2 separate regions of the Mus musculus genome follow, and region 1 is linked to region 2. The links are chromatin contacts, called in public HiChIP or PLAC-seq maps. All regions are on one chromosome and are shown on one strand. The core of a region is the stretch at or near the end of the contact, and the rest is flanking DNA. Distances in the headings are between cores, read along the strand shown.

What was found. HiChIP or PLAC-seq counts read pairs in DNA pulled down with a chosen protein or histone mark.
Region 1: a RAD21 HiChIP or PLAC-seq map of pro-B cells shows a contact between it and region 2, with 6 times the contacts expected there. The contact joins two enhancer-like sites. A contact is called at or near these places in 1 of 15 datasets of contacts at CTCF or cohesin (pro-B cells), 6 of 484 Hi-C or Micro-C datasets (the C10 cell line, the HPC-7 cell line, bone marrow-derived macrophages and 3 more) and 5 of 115 datasets of contacts at active chromatin or transcription factors (embryonic basal ganglia, embryonic stem cells, fibro-adipogenic progenitors and 1 more).

The regions. Positions count from the first base shown.
Region 1 is chr13:102,643,590-102,646,289 of GRCm38.p6, forward strand. No RefSeq gene overlaps it. Among named protein-coding and RNA genes, the nearest start is that of Gm41046, 22 kb to the right of the region's middle. Within about 2 kb of position 1,437, at least 71 of the 459 cell types and tissues checked have an H3K27ac peak or open chromatin away from gene starts, as enhancers often do. A contact at or near this core is called in the HPC-7 cell line and pro-B cells, where this site is marked.
Region 2 is chr13:102,142,697-102,145,396 of GRCm38.p6, forward strand. No RefSeq gene overlaps it. Among named protein-coding and RNA genes, the nearest start is that of Gm41044, 130 kb to the left of the region's middle. Within about 2 kb of position 1,340, at least 16 of the 459 cell types and tissues checked have an H3K27ac peak or open chromatin away from gene starts, as enhancers often do. A contact at or near this core is called in the HPC-7 cell line and pro-B cells, where this site is marked.

The DNA of each region.
Region 1 (2,700 bases), core at 187-2,686, 500 kb after region 2:
AATTTTCATCAGCGACCTGTATGGTTTTCCCCAGCTAGAGGGAAAACCAGGGACCTTCCCCTGGCCACCTGCTCTGTGGATGATGGGAAAATATGACAGCTTGACTGACAAAGTGATGAGATTATATAAAAGAAGGAGAAAAGAAATACACACACCCTCAGGGTATAACTCAATGGTAAAGTATAGGCTTGGCACACTGGAGGCCCCGGGTTCAAACCCAGCTCACAGTCAGATACAGCAGTGCTGGGCTGGAGTCCCGGAGACTTTGTTTGCTGAATCTTAAGGACCCATGAACTCAAGACCAGATGGGGCAACAGAGTGAGATTCTGTCACATAATAACAACAAAATACTTCCAGCCACACACACACACACACACATACACACACTGCTCTCTATATTGTCTCTTTCCTTTTCTTTGTTAAAGTAATTCATAATGTTTTATTAGATTTTTATCTAAATTCAAATTGTGATGTGTAGACATTTCCCTCTAACATCCCTGAATTTTTCCCTAGAGAATAACTACAAGGCCCCATGCCATTTCCTGCCGTGTAGTGTGGCACTCGTAGGGGAGTTAGTTCTTGGGACCTCATGGTAGGAATGGAAATGCTCTCATATCTCCTGATCTAGAGGGCTGCTCTGAGTTCAGCAATGCGAATCCCTGGGCTTCTCTGCTTGTTCCCCTGGACGACTTTCCACTCCTGCCTTCAGGAACCAGATTGTCCGAGCCATTATAGCAACATCCCATCTTCCGTGTACAAACTTGTGAAATACCAGCTTTTCATCTCACTGTCGGCAAATGGACGCCTTATGCACATACAGAACACTCTGCCACGACTCTAGTCACTGGAAATAACGTGGCACTGACATCAGGGAGTCACATAACAGACGACATGTCTAAAGGACAGAACTATTTTCCACAGAGTATTAATTTACCAACTTCCTACATGACAATTTCCCAAAGCAGCCGAGAACATCTGTGACCCGCAGGCTTCATGTTTCCCTTAATGGGGCACTAATTGTTTTTAAATAAATGTCCCCCACTGTGCAAGCTCTCAACGTAGAATAGAAGTGGGTTGAGGGGTAGAAAGCCTAGCCTATCATTCTGATGTCTAAAATGTCACACTTTCAAAGATGCCAGGGAGATGAAATGCATTTAATAATCAATGTAAAAAATTTAACACATGTTGAAGCTCCTGTTTGAATTATAAAAGTATCAATTATAAAATGTCTACCCTCCCCCGCAAAAATACCAATTTCCACTCCCTATAACATTGCTCCTTAAAATGGTTACAGGCGGGATCCACATGCATACAGCAGACTACACAGGCGTTGCTGGTGCATGCGTTTTGCTGGCTCGCTCTTGACACAGACTATTTTCTGCACGAAAGGCTCTTTCATTGTGTTTTCCTTATTTGTATCTTTTTCGGGGTTTGGAAATGAGGTGTTTTCATAGCGCCACCTTGTGGTCATGAGCCATATGAAATTTATACACCCAGCCTAACCTCAGCTTCCTTTCCCGGACTCGGCTTGTTGGAGATTTTTGTTTCGCCTTTGTTATTGTTTTCTCTTTCCTTCTAGTTAATATTCAAGAGTTGTTCTTTGCCAGTGATGCTACTGAGAATAATGACCCAATTCAAACAAAATAGACCATTAAAAATTTTTATGAAAATGTCCTAATGTAGTACCTGCACACTTAGGGATATGCCCCTCAATCAAGGGACTGCGGAGAGGGGTGTGCTAAAACCCCATGGGCACAGGAGAAATGTTGAGGCGGGCTTTAACTGAGAGCATTCTGGCTAAACTTCCCTTACATCTGCCGTGGTTTTCAGGGCTGGCGCTGGTCTGAAATTCAGAGAGCTCAGCAGGACAGGCAACTGATTCCAAGGCACAACGATGGGAATATTAAAGCCATTGATATTCTCCACACGGCAGCAGGAGCCACAGCCAGGTGCTAAAGGAATTGGTGGTTTATGAAGAAATAATCAAATATTCTTTCCTTCCCTTCTCTTTTTTTTGTTTTGTTTTGTTTTGTTTTTTGTTTTTTTGTTTTTTGTTTTGCTTTTTTTTTCCAGCCTCACACCAGACCCAGCCTTCTTATCTCCAGGGAGAAGAGTGCCACTCTGTAAAAATAATAGAACTCTTCCCCCCATGTCTCCCAAAACCACTTCAATTCTGAAGGCTTCATTACACTCGAAGAAACTCCGGTCCAATGACAGGTGTGGACTGTCAAGCTTTGAGGTAGGTAATCATGGAATAGAGTTTTTAAGATTTAGATAACTAAATCCACTGAAGGCTCCATCCACCTTTGTAAGTCGTTGACTCTCAGAAATTTGAAACAGGCCGGGAGGTAAATTTGCATGGTAGAAACAAAAGAGGAGAGGATACCTGGGGGTGACATTAACAAGAAAGGACCCGGTCCCTGGGCTACTTAAGAGCACCAAGGCTGCTCAAGGACCTTCCCTGAGTGGAGGCCTTGGAAAAGGTGACCTAATTTAAAGGGCGAGCTGAGATTCACACATAACTTTGTGCATGCATGCGTGCACATAAGCTCAAGGATAAACATCCAGCCCCGTTGGCATAGACATCGGGTTTCGCCTCAGCTCCTAGATTTGACCTCTGTGAAAGACAATGGCTTCTGACTTTCTCAAACGTCAACAAGAAATCCGCAAAGAAGGCATAGGGGTCAAGGACTCGAAAGT
Region 2 (2,700 bases), core at 90-2,589:
TAGATTACATCAGCCTGAGACGTGGAGTGGAATCCAGGTAGAAAGGACCTGATACAGGAAAATGGCGAAGGTTGCCTACACACAATTGCATGCATTGGGAAATTGACTCTCCTGAAAAGCCTCCTCCTTACACTGCCCCACGCATTGACGAAGTTTCCTGTTACCGAGTGTCTGTTCTTGTATATGACATGGCAAGTGACAATAACAGACATGCACACTGGCATACCAGATGTCTGCTGCTTAGAGGGCCCAGCTGTGTGTTACGTATTAGCCGTTAATACAGAAAGGTTCCACAGCAGAAATGGACACCTTCTATACAGAACGCAGTATTGCCCTTTGCTAAGCCCCCATAGTAGTGCTGGCAGGACATCCTACGGAAAATTGCAGCCGCCATATTGCCTTCTGGCCAAACACAGAGCCTCTGCAGCATGACTGAGGGACGTTTAGGCAACACTTCCTTGTTGTCTTCCAACATTTGTCCTTAGGTACCCTAGGGCTGTCCTCCCACCCACACAATCGCCATGATGATGCCAGTGGTGAGCTAGTGTTCCTTTGTTCTCTACTCCAGCCATGCCAACCTTCTTATATGTCTTCCTTATGTGAATATAAGTCCCACATACTTGGAAGCGCTAGGCTACGGGGCAACTCAGGGTTCAGGCTTTGCTTGCACATATCCCATCCACCCTACACCCCCATCCCTGTGGTTTCTTTACACTGTTCTGACTTACTTCCCTTAAAGGTTTTTTGTTGTCTTTGGTTTTTGTTTGTTTGCTTGTTTTTTTGTTTTTGTTTGTTTGGTTTTTTCTACCTAAAAATATAATCTTCAGTCTGGAGAGATGGGTCAGAAGTTAAGAGCACTGGCTCCTCTTCCAGAAGTCTCAGGTTTGATTCCAATACCCAGAGGGTGACTCCGCACCACCTGTGAATCCAGTTCCAGAAGATTCCATTCCTTCTGCCTTCTTCAGGCACCAGGCATGTACATTGTGAAGAGACACATGTGTAGACAAAACGTTCACATAAAATAATTAAACAGATATTCGTCTTCTGGTTATTTTGGTGTTAGTGTTTGTATGCTGTTGGGCTTCTGGTTGGTACTGATTTCTAGTACAGGGCTATGGCTTGATGTATGGTAGAGGAACAAATACTTACTAACTGAATAGATGAAGGGATACATGAAATGAATTCATTGGCTTGGTCTGCATGGCTCAGTGAGGCGGGGTGGGAGAAGTGACTCAATCAGGTCTTTGGATTTCAAATTCCATGCTGTTTCTTGGACACATGGTTGCCTCTATTGCAAAACTTACATTTGGTTTCAGTGTTTATTCCTGAGAAAAAGAAACTAATTGAGACAGGAAACACGGGGCCCCTGTCACATCCTCCTGGGGGTGGAACTGTGTCACAGACTAGCATTTTCTTTTTTTCTTTTCCCCCATTGAAAGTATTGGTTTTTACAAACAACATGCAAAGGTTTGACACCCCACATCACAGCCACTATAGGCACAGATCTTCTAAGTCCTTCTTCATAAAGTTGGGCCATCTCCAAGCAGCCCCCAATGGCAAATAATACCATGGGCAGGGTCTTGAGGAAGACAGTGCCTTCCAGTCTTAATATTAAGTGAGCAGATTATAATCCCGACTTGAGCATGGTGTTCAACCAGTCTCTGTATATGACTTTTCCAACTCCTCCATCTGCACAGCAGAAGCAATCCTGTCCCTTCTGACATTTCCATATCTCTTTCCTCACAGGATACACACACATAAAAGATTAAACACATTTTTAGACCCCATTATTTATTAAGTATGCATTAATGATTTACACTACCATATTAAGAATTTTCAGATATGGAGTGATAATGTGCTCATTATGTAAAATTTTGACGACTAAGCTAAGTGAGAATGCCATTCATAACCTCTGCCAAGCTTATAGATGAGCTGTGGAATCACTTAATCAATCTCAGGAAGAAAAAAGTAGTTACTGAAACTGCATTTCGTATTTCATGATCATATTTTATAAAAGTCACAGTTTAAGTTTTAAGGCATGGACGTGTTTGTGGTATTTAGTTTCGTGTCAATAAACATATCACATATTTACACTTTTGATTTTAAGAATATATCTCACTACACATGTGCATAAATTATAAATGTGCATTTGTACATAACACCTGTTAAAGTCACGAAGAAAATTCAAAATTTTACAGATTTCTATAAAAAGACCCATTTGTCTCAATATCATGCATGTATGAAAATATACATCGAATAGAGGTTAAGCATTTTGTAAGCAACTTTATTATGTCTTTGTACTTGATATTTGTTCAGAGTTCTATTTTCTATTATTATATGATTAGTAGCATACAATAAATAACATTTAACTATTGTCCTACTGACGGCTCTCCTGGAGTTTCTAGTTTTGTTCTCAGCATTAGCATCTCTCTAAGATGGATGGCTCAGTGGATAAGGTGCTTGCACACACATATGAGGATCAAAGTTTAAATCCCGAGAGCCTACATACAAGTTGGGCAAATGTGGAAGCCTCCTGCAATCTCATCACTCAGGAAGCAGAGACCAAGGATTCCTAGAACAGGCTGGCTAGCTAGCTAAATTGGTGAGTTCTGGGTTCTGAAAGTCTTCCTGACTTAATAAAAATAAAGGAGAACACTATCAAGAAAGAATCAATTTCGAGCTTCCATATGCATATGCATG